Regions from separate parts of the Mus musculus genome. Here region 2 is linked to region 1. Evidence: chromatin contacts called from public Micro-C data. All regions are on one chromosome and are shown on one strand. The core of a region is the stretch at or near the end of the contact, and the rest is flanking DNA. Distances in the headings are between cores, read along the strand shown. Region 1 holds the start of B3galt2 (UDP-Gal:betaGlcNAc beta 1,3-galactosyltransferase, polypeptide 2). Region 2 has its middle 37 kb from the start of Gm35303.

Region 1 (5,233 bases), core at 2,047-4,546:
TTGAAGTATTCTAACCCCATTTCATGTCAATCTTTTTAAAATCAAGGATACATGATGGAACTTACACATAACAATAAACAGATGATTCCCAAAGTTACTGCTATTTTATATCATGCAAACCACTCAGAATCAGAAACTCTGTGAACAAAGGAATATTTTTTGTGTATTTAGTAGAAATAAGAAATTAGGTAGCTTTCCAAACCTCTTCTATAAATTTCAATTCCTTAAGAGTTAATTATAGACATGTCTAGGAAAACTTTAAAACAAAAAATTAAACAAATAAACAACAACAACAACCAGTTAGATAGATGGCTTGGATCAAAATGTCCAAAATAATGGATACCTTTTCTCCCCCTTAGGCCTGTGTTATAAAAAATAAAAACAGACCTATATAAGCAATACTTAATACACCACTAACAAATAGAAAACCTAGCAAGGCAAAATTTGCAAAATTAGATGGAATTAGTTTAACCACAGAATTCAGATTTAAAAGAAACTAAACTAAAGAAAGAAGGTTTGACAAGGTTGAAACATAACACATTTTTATCATTTCTCTTGCCTGGAAACCTGAAGTTCTTAGAAAACATCACTGAAGAAAAGTTTATATCAGCAGGGCAGTGGTGGTGCACGCCTTTAATCCCAGCACCTGGGAGGCAGAGGCAGGCAGATTTCTGAGTTTGAGGCCACCCTGGTCTACAGAGTGAGTTCCAGGATAGCCAGGGCTACACAGAGAAACCCTGCCTCGAAAAAAAAAAAAAAAAAAAAAAGTTTATATCATTGCTACTATTTTTCTATACTGTAAGCTGTTAGTCAACTTAAATTTTAAGAAAAAAAAGTTGATCTTATTTAAATTCTTGCTTACTGTATACATACATGAGTACTATGCCTGATACACACTAGGCCTGGTTACCAATCTTAGGGATCTCCTTGTCATATAAACACTTGCTCAATAGAAAGCAGTAAAAACAAAATTCTCACTAGTCGGTAATTCAGGCTTGAACCCAACATAGACAGGAATCATTATTGAGTTATCCATAAAGCCCTTAGTAACTGAGATCCATAATAAATCCAATTCAGTACCAAAAATAGGACATCTCAGAGATGACATATATGCCAGTTGTTCTGGGATGATCAGTACACATTGTATAAAATGTCTCACTGGTACCTCACCAATATGTAATAACTACTGTAAATTAAAAATAAAAACACCTTTTAATAGAATTAAAGAAAGACATTGTGGGGGGTACAGATCCAAAGTAGAGAACTTATCTAGCTAGCACTGTCCTGCTCTAAGTATCATCAAAGGATGGATTTAAAATATTCTAAAAATAATTGGCAGAATAGTTATTTTCTCCTTCCCTAGAAAAAGGATGGAAAATGTATTCAGTCATCCTCATATTACCAATAATTAATAAGCTGTGCTTTAATGTGCATGTTAGCATAAAGCAGTGTAGTGTTAACATTTAATGAAAAAAGTCAAAATGCATTCAGTATTCTACTAATGATTCCTGGGGTACTATGTCAATATTTGGGTGGGAACATTCACAATTTCTTCAGCAGCCATGTAGTATAATGTTTAAGAGTGGATTACAGGAATTCAGATTTTAAAAATTTAAATAATCCTGTTTCAAAATTTTAAACTAACCATCTTTCCTATCAGTAATTAGCTGGTATTTAGGTTACAGAACTCTGGGTACCAGTATCTCATCTGTAAAGTAGATATTAGAAAATTAAGCTATCATAAGCGAATATCATTTACAACCAGCTCAGGTACTTATAGCTCAATCTAATTTGGAATAGACAATAATTGTACAGACCTCTAACCTCAGTTAAGCCCTAATATTAGGAATCACTGATATTAAAAAGGCCACTTCTACTTTGGAGGAATAATTTAAGCAGAATCAATAATTTGTCTATGAAGACAAGAAAAAAAGACAGTGAAGAATATAGTATATAGCTTTAAGAGCCAAATACTAAGAAACACGGGTTTTATTCCTCTTCTAACTTAGGAAAGCCAAAGTTCTAAGCTTTAAGTTTCTCCTTATACTTTTCTTTTTCCTTCTTTTTTACCATCTTATCATTTCTAGGGGGAGTAAGACACAAACTAGGACAGTTATAGGGTATACCTAAACCAAGAAAGCACACTGGAATTAACACATGAAGATGAGTAATTGAATACTATTAGAGGAAATGTAATTTTTATTCACCTGAAATAATATATCATGGTCTGTGAAAATGGATAAAGTCCGTATCCCTAAAATATATAGCATAAGCTCTAAAACTATATAGTTACTGTCTTTAGAATATCAGAGGGGAATTGTTAGTTATAGCCATAAAAACAAGTAACAAACATGCCTGCCGAGTGCTCTCCTGGGGGGGGTTGGGGGGGGTGCCCAAATGTCCAGGCACTTAGTTAAGTATACCAGAGAAGGATTTCAGAGTCTCTAATATGTAAGGGAAAAAAAAAAAAACTGTTTGATGGCATTTTACTAAACCATTTTCTAAAGTATTAAACATTATTAGAAGCAACAGACTCTAGCGCATCACTATACTTATTTAAACACACATCTGCAATCTATATAAGCATACTATTTTCTATATAAGAAGCAAAGTTCCAAGGTTGTCTCTACCTAAGGTTTTTAGTCAAAATGCAACCAATCCTGCAGAACTACTCACCAATCTTCAAGAAAATCTATTCATGTGTGTTCTATGTACTATATCATTTTTAATTCTGTGATACACATTATTTTACATGAAAAAAAATTAATATTGATAACAAGAAAGTGATTTAAAATTAAATTTACTACTTTCAAGAACACTAAAAACTGCACAGAGCAAAAAAGTAGGCAGTATCGCAACATGAAGTAAGTGCAGGCAGCTGACTTAGATAAGCTGGAGAAAACAGGGGAGGAAATCTAAGTTATAGACAATAGATAATGAAGGAGTTTTAACTAGACTAGCAAATCAGAACAATCAGACAAAAACTGTAAGAGCAGGAATGCACTGAAAGAGTTAAACTACACCAACTTACATGTAAAAGCTTTTATTACTTCTGCTCTAAAAAAGTCTCTAAGACACATGAAAGCCACCGTCCAACACAGAAATATTTAGAAAGCCTGTGCATAAGTTCAAATAAAGATTAAAAAACCATAACCTCCATTTCATCCTAATGCTTGTATTTGTTCTGAATAAATATGATGTGTCACATAAGAGGAAGATTTCTAAGCTTTCTCCTACCTCGGGTTTTTAGTCAAAATGAACGCAAACAATCACGTGGGACTCAGCCAAGCAGTGACGTTAAATTCTGCTCTGTCAGAGACAGCATCTGTCAAGCCCACATTTAAACTGCTGCCTGCCTGTGCAGCACGGAAGAACGGTGCATTTCACATTACAGACCAAAACCCCAGGAAAACAGCTCAAAAATCCTTCCTGCAGCTGCCAGGCAACCACGACGGAGAAAGGCAAAGCCTTTTTTTTTCCCCCAATGCAACTGAAACACTAAACCACAGCTCTGCTGCTTAACATTGCAGCTCAGCGCTATTACTAGAAATATGGATACTGAGAAGAGAATACAGCACTGCATTGTCCAGCCGGGAATACAGCAGATGTAAAGAGCTTCAATGCATCAACTGTCGGAAAGAGTCAACTGTGCACCAAATACAACAGACAGCTACAGCTCTTTTGTTTAGTGAAAGAGAGAAAATGAAAGAAAGGAAAAATCTCTGAAGACTATAAGATATAGACATATGAACAAGAAGGGTAACTTGAAGACACCCCGACAGATGGACACTTTGGATACTGTGAAAAGCAATCACAGGAGGCAGACTGTTGGGGGATGTGCGCATGTTCGATAGCATCGTTTTTTGCTGAAGTGATGGCGTGCCAAAAGTATTTTCAGTAGACATAATCCTCTCCATCTAATGGTCTGACCAAGAAAGAAAGGTATGTTGCTGTCTTGTGTATGATGTTCATTAAATGTGTTTTAATTTCCTAACCATACAGGCACTGATACACTTGATAAACAAGTTCATACAGTCCACTGCCCTTCAAACTATGAAAGGCTTTCTAAATACACGATTTTAAATTTGCCTTTTCTACTAGACAAGCTGTCGTTGCTTTATTCAATTAAATAACTGGGAGTAATTCTGCAGGATTGTAACATTACAAGGAAAACCAAATAGTAACTAGATTTACTGAAAAGAATGTCTGAGAAATTAAACTAAAAAGAAAAAAAAAAAGAGCTCTCTAGCCTTTTTTTTAAAAAAACAGCAATTCTCTAGCAAATTAGGTCAAATTGATTCCTTATCTAATAAATTAAAGCACCTTCTTTAAAATGGTTATCAAGAGACAGTGGGGTAAAATTATATTAAATAGCATAAATATGATCTTATTATCTTGAGGTATTTTTAGAAAATCTCTTCAAAACAAAATCTTAGTTCATAGTAATATATTCTCTGTAATATCTATCTCTTCAGAGAGAGATAGAAACAATTCAGGAGTACATCAGCAAATTTTAAGTGTTACTGAGCTACAAGGAGATACTACAAGTTACAACATTAGCCATCAGATTAAAACGCTAGTGAGTTTATGCAAAGCATAACACCACCACAGTAGTCAGTCACATGTTATTACAGTATCAATGAATACAACTTTAACAAAGAGAGATCAATAGTTGCTCTAAATAGATTGGTGAAACAGGGAGTTTTTAAGTAACAGAGTGATTCTAAATAATCAAGTGTAAGACTGTTCCTGGAGTTAATTATAAAAGTGAAATTAAAAAACTAACATACTTGCAAACTTTATATGCCCCAGTACAGGGGAATACCAGGGCCAAAAAGGGGGAGTGGGTGGGCAGGGGAGTGGGGGTGGGTGGATATGGGGGACTTTTGGTATAGCATTGGAAATGTAAATGAGTTAAATACCTAATAAAAAATGGAAAAAAAAAAACTAACATAAAATAGCTTAATATACAGCACATATTAATAATGGTCAAATACAAGGTCAAATAATATCCACAGTAGGTTTCTAAGCTTTATTTACATGTGATAATGACCTGCCTACTGCCTCTACATGTGTCTGCAGGACAGAATAAACTACCCTGGGAACAATCAACGTTAGAGTGCTCGGGGTCAGGGACTCAAAGATATTCCTAAAATCTTACAAACCTTTCTACGTATTTTGATTCTTCCTCTCACTTTCATAAAACTTACTACCCTAACAATCACAAAGCCAA
Region 2 (5,233 bases), core at 1,024-3,523, 86 kb before region 1:
TACACTAAAAGGAATAACTATTTCAGGACTTTGACAAGTATGTCTACCTTTGTAATTATCATCCAGAACAACATTTAAACCACATCCATCAAGCTAGGAAATTCCCTCATGCTCCATTTACAGATATTTATCACTGTTCCCTGATGCAAATGTTCTGATATCTATCTATGCCCACGGACTAGTGATTGTTTTATTCTAAAACTTCATATAATTGAAGCCATTAAGGCTGTTTTTGTTTCTCACTTGTTTAGCTCAGCATCTTTATAAGATTCATCTACATGTTTATGCTGCATGCCTAAGTAGATTATTTTTTACCATACAGACAACACATAACGTGTTTATCCATTCTCTCCTAGGTGACTGTCTAAGTTATGTTCCGATTTGGACTGCTATGAGTATTCCTGTGGGTCTTCTTGTGACATCATTTTGGGTGGGAGTACATAGCCAGTATTGAAATTACTGAGTATTAAGGAAGCAATTTTTCCATCTTGTTGGAAACTGAAGAACAGATTTCCAAGGTCATTAGACTATAATTTCTATGTTTAAACATTCTACGTGACACTTCCTCAGTTTTGCATCCTTATGCCTTCTCCTATTGCTTCCTAGACCCACTTCTGATGCTTGTGCATTGAGTTCTGCCTGACTTCTGGGTTCATTCCACTCATCCTGTCTTCTGTAAAGTTGTCACATCTCCAACTCCTGCACCATCAGCCAAAACATGTTTTTTCTCCAATAATTACTCTTATTTTGTCTTTTGATCACTTCCCCCAGGGCCCCTTTCACTCAGCTGTTCCTATACTGTACACCATGACCATGTTATACACTGTTTTGTTCTCCAGGCCTCGCTCGCAGACAGTGCCAAGCGTACCACTGGTACAAAGAGTTTTTCAAATGATGAACTGTTACCTTCATATATATTTAATCTCTTCTCTAAAATTGTAAACTCCTTGATGACAGAATCATGTTTTATTAATTTGTGCAGAAAAGAGACTTCTCTGAATTAAAGTAGCTGAAAAAATATGATGTGTACTAAGAAATACTGTATTAAAGATGCACAAATATTGTAATTAAATCAAGTTCAATTTAAATAATATGCAAAATAAGCAAGAGATTTAAATTTTATCATGGGATTTTATAATCTTTTTTCCGATTCACTGAAGAACTACTACATTTTGTTAAAATATAATGCTAATACGGCACCATAAAAATGGTATTTCTTAAGCCTTTTTTCAAATCAGAGCTGATTTCATATACTATTTTCACAATATACATGTATGCAAATGTAGTCACAGAGATTCTTAAATATTAATCAAGAGTATTTAAGCATTTTGCCATTGCAACTGATTCTCAATTGATAGGAAATTTAACTTTTTGAAAAGACTGTTGTATTAAAACTCAATTATTTCTTAGGATATTATTGTATTACTATCCTTGATTCTTGAATCACCAGGCATTGCTTTAAACAAAAACATTAAATTAATGTAGGATTGGGGAAAGTGTCTTTCCTCTAAGATAAAACATTTCTTTTACAATAACCTTATAGGATCATCTGAACTCAAAGGAGAATGTGGAGTGGCCTTCTAAACTGTTGATCTATGTTCTAGACTATCCATCCACCGTTTGAGATCAAAGGAATACTTCAGGATGCTACCACACCATGCTGCTTACTAGGTGTTTCCCAACATTTTGTCTGCAAGTTCCAACACCCACTATTATGAGAAATGTTAAAGGATACAATACATTTCATTGTCAGTGGAAATTTAAGAGGAAGTATGGACATGACATTGAATTCTAGTATTTTATTTAACTAGTCGAAGAGATAAGTTTTCAAGTAGAAAATGTATAAAGAGAACAATCTAAATTTTAAAATGATACATTGTCTTAGTAAGAGAAAAAATGCAAAGCATGGATGTAACTATTACAGCAAAAATTACATCTTAAAACTTTCCAAAAGCTGGTGCCCTCTCCCTCTCCCTCTCCCTCTCCCTCTCCCTCTCCCTCTCCCTCTCCCTCTCCCTCTCCCTCTCTCTCTCACTTCCAATCTCTGTTGCCACTACTCAGTTCTGTTTTCAAAGATGAGCGAAATAATAGACAATGTCCAAACCAATGGGCCAAGTTGGGTTTCAGTGTTATTTCTATTTTAAGTTAACTCTAACTCAGCCAAACCTAAGATCACCTCTATTAGCTGTTAAGAAAGTGCAGGCTAGTCAGATACTTTAAGGACACCCACAGCTCCCTCTACCCCCTTTTGTCAATTTTAACCTTTACCCCTGAACTGTTGTGTTTATTGAGTAATTTGTAAGATTTCAACACACAGCTTTCGAAGTGGAAGCTCCCTATGGTATTCAGCAACTTGTGGCAAGGTGACAGCATTTGCATTTTTACTTTTGATCCTAAATTGCCCCAGTTAGCCTTGAGCTTTGATCCTCCTGCCTCAGTCTTCCGAAGAGCTGAGATTACAGACATGAATCATAACCCCTAGTGTGTGATATAAAGTGTGCTGGGGGTTTCTCATTTCATTTCAACTCCAACATGAAAAAAAAAAAAAAAAAAAAAAAAAAAAAAAAAAAAAAAAAAAAGCCTGGCATCCTTATGCCATCCTCACAACAAAACAATAGCTGTTGAACAAATGAAAATTCAATAGTTTCATTTTGGTCAATTAGTGAAATGAGTTCACAGGAAAACCACCACCCCAGAAACCTGCAGAGAAATCAAATATAGGAAATAGTAGCAACATCGGCTCACCTACAAAGCACAAACTGCTGGTGCTACAGTCTCAGAGGAACATGTGATTATTCAGTTCAAAGAAGAGTTAGGAGGTAGTTCTCAACCTGTGGCTCGAGATCCCATTGGGAGTTGCATTATCAGGTATCCTGTACATTAGATATTTACATTACAATTCACGATAGTCACAAGATTGCAGTTATGAAGTAGCAGTAAAATAATTTTGTGGTGGGGGGAGGGGGTCAGCACCACATGAGGATCTGTATTGAAGGGTCCCAGCATTGGAAGGCAGAGAACCACTGAGCTAGAGGGAAAGAACCTGGATTAGCTTTGAGAGACACCTGGAGTCCAGCCTCCTGCTGCTTCACCTTAAGTGGTTCTCCCAGGAAAAGCTTTTAAGAGATTGTCTCCAGCTGCAGGCCAAGCACAAGCACGGGGAATGGAATTCAGACTAAGGAAGGAAGAAAGACTCAAGGTACTTTCATATGTTAAACAGACCCAGAGCCCTCTCCCTAACAGCCTTGCTGTTCTGGACAAATTACTTAAATGAAGCCTTGTCTGCTTGGTGTGCAGCTTGACCTTCATGTGGGTCCTGAACAACTAGAATTGGGGATATCCCAAAAGCTGTTGCCTGTAGGTGGGAAATGTTCTTCTAGCTGGGCTGCCTTGAATGGCCTCAGTGGGAGAGGAAGTGCCTAGCCTTGAAGAGACTTTGGAAGGTGGGGAGGTGTGTGTGATGGTGATGGTAGGAAATACCCAGGGGGGGTTCCCATGCACTCAGAGGAGAAGGGGAAGAAGTATGGGGGAAGGATTGTGGGAGGGGTGACAGGGAGGGTGACAGTGAGAGGGATGTAGAGTCAATAAGTAAAAAAAATTAAATTTAAAAAACAAAAGAAAGAACCATTAAGTTGTTAATGAAATACCTAAATTGCTTTTGCTTTCCCATGGGTAAGAAAGAGAATTCCCAAGGTACCCCAGCCTAACTGGGTTTGTGTGCCCAGACTCAGGTCTTTCGAATAGGTGTGTAGGTGTGTAGTTATTTTTCAGATAACCTGTGATGTGAGCACATTTTCACATGCTTATTTTCTACCTCTGTATCCTCTTTGCTAGAGTGCCCACTATGGTCTTCATCTGATTGTTTTTGTCTCACCGTTCAGTTTACTCCTCTGTGTAGTTCATAGAACAATCCTTTATAAAGTATATCTTTTGCAAACATTTTCTTCCAATCTATATCGTGTCTTCCTCATGACAGTGCTCCTCTTACAGCAAAGGGCTTCATTTTAATGAAATGGATAAAGGCCTTTCCTTCTGGGGTCAAACTGTTGGATCTAAAAACCTATCACCAAACACAAGTCATCTCAAATTTTTCCCTTGCTGCCTTCCAGCAGTTTTCTGCATTTGTGTTTTGTATTTAGAGCTATGATCCATTCGATATTGGTTTAACAAATGATCCAAAGTCTATATCTAGAGTCTGTGTTTAAAATCAACTTTTAGGGAGCACACACAGTATTAGGTTTCATTGCAGCACTTTCAAGCAAAATGTGTATGTGTTGATTTTTTCCCCTTCCCTGCTCTCCCCATCTCTCAGTTCCCCTTCCACCCTTTGCCCCCACCCATAAACTCCTTTCATTTTCATGTATCCTGTGACCTACTGACCCCCTTCCTAAGACCTCTTTTCTCTCATTGTGGTCTACTCTCTAGTTTCATAGCCTACACCCACACTTACTCCCACTTATTTACTATACATCAGATGTACTTTTTGTAGGTGAATGTCCAGCCATTTCAGTACCATATGTAGAGAAGACAGTCTTTTCGTTATCATGATGCTCTGCCTTCTCTTGAAAGAGCTGGCAGGGCCACCAAACTATTATTCATTTTTGTTACAAAGGGTTTTTGATCTCTGGAATTTTATTGTTTCTTAGAGCTTCCATCTCCCTGTTTCTTTTATATTTCTCCTTTGCATGTCTTTTTCCACTAGAGCTCTTAGCACATAAATCAGCTCTAGAAAACTCTCAGCCTAGTAATTCCATCAATCCTGCCATACATGGCTCCAGTTCTCCTGCAGCCTCTTTCTCTCGAAACTGTGTTTGTTGGGGGAGGAATGTGTTTTGTTTGCCTGTAAAGTATACCTTGTAATTATTATTATGTGAGCCAGACATGATGTGTAGAAAGAAAGGCATCGTGACAAATATACCTCTACTGACAAGACAGTAAGGTAAATGGTGAGAGGCACCACTTCTAGTTGATCTTACAATGACCCTGTGTTTCTGAACTGTGACATTCTCATGACCTTCTCAGAGTCTCCAGTCCCCTATAGGTGAGGCATGAAGGCTAGACAGGACAAATGTTGACTATCCCTTTCCCCAGCATGAAGACTGAAGAAGGCTGGATAAGGCATTTCTCTTCTCCCAGGGGATGGACACAAGGAAAGTCCAGAGTGCAGTTTGGTTTTAAAAAAAAAAAGGGGGGGGATTCCTAAAACAGACCTAGTTTAGAAGGATGGAATACT

What was found. Hi-C and Micro-C count contacts between places; a contact is called where the count stands out from the background.
Region 2: a Micro-C map of brown adipocytes shows a contact between it and region 1, with 4 times the contacts expected there. The contact joins the enhancer-like site here to the promoter of B3galt2 in region 1. A contact is called at or near these places in 4 of 484 Hi-C or Micro-C datasets (brown adipocytes, cortical neurons and group 2 innate lymphoid cells) and 2 of 115 datasets of contacts at active chromatin or transcription factors (both in embryonic stem cells).

What each region holds. Positions count from the first base shown.
Region 1 is chr1:143,637,401-143,642,633 of GRCm38.p6, forward strand. It overlaps B3galt2 (UDP-Gal:betaGlcNAc beta 1,3-galactosyltransferase, polypeptide 2), which reads left to right and starts at 3,297. Exons shown (of 2, transcript NM_020025.4): 1 at 3,297-3,942. The region is part of intron 10 of Cdc73 (cell division cycle 73, Paf1/RNA polymerase II complex component); the gene reads right to left.
Region 2 is chr1:143,552,513-143,557,745 of GRCm38.p6, forward strand. No RefSeq gene overlaps it. Among named protein-coding and RNA genes, the nearest start is that of Gm35303, 37 kb to the left of the region's middle. Within about 2 kb of position 2,274, at least 14 of the 459 cell types and tissues checked have an H3K27ac peak or open chromatin away from gene starts, as enhancers often do. A contact at or near this core is called in brown adipocytes, where this site is marked.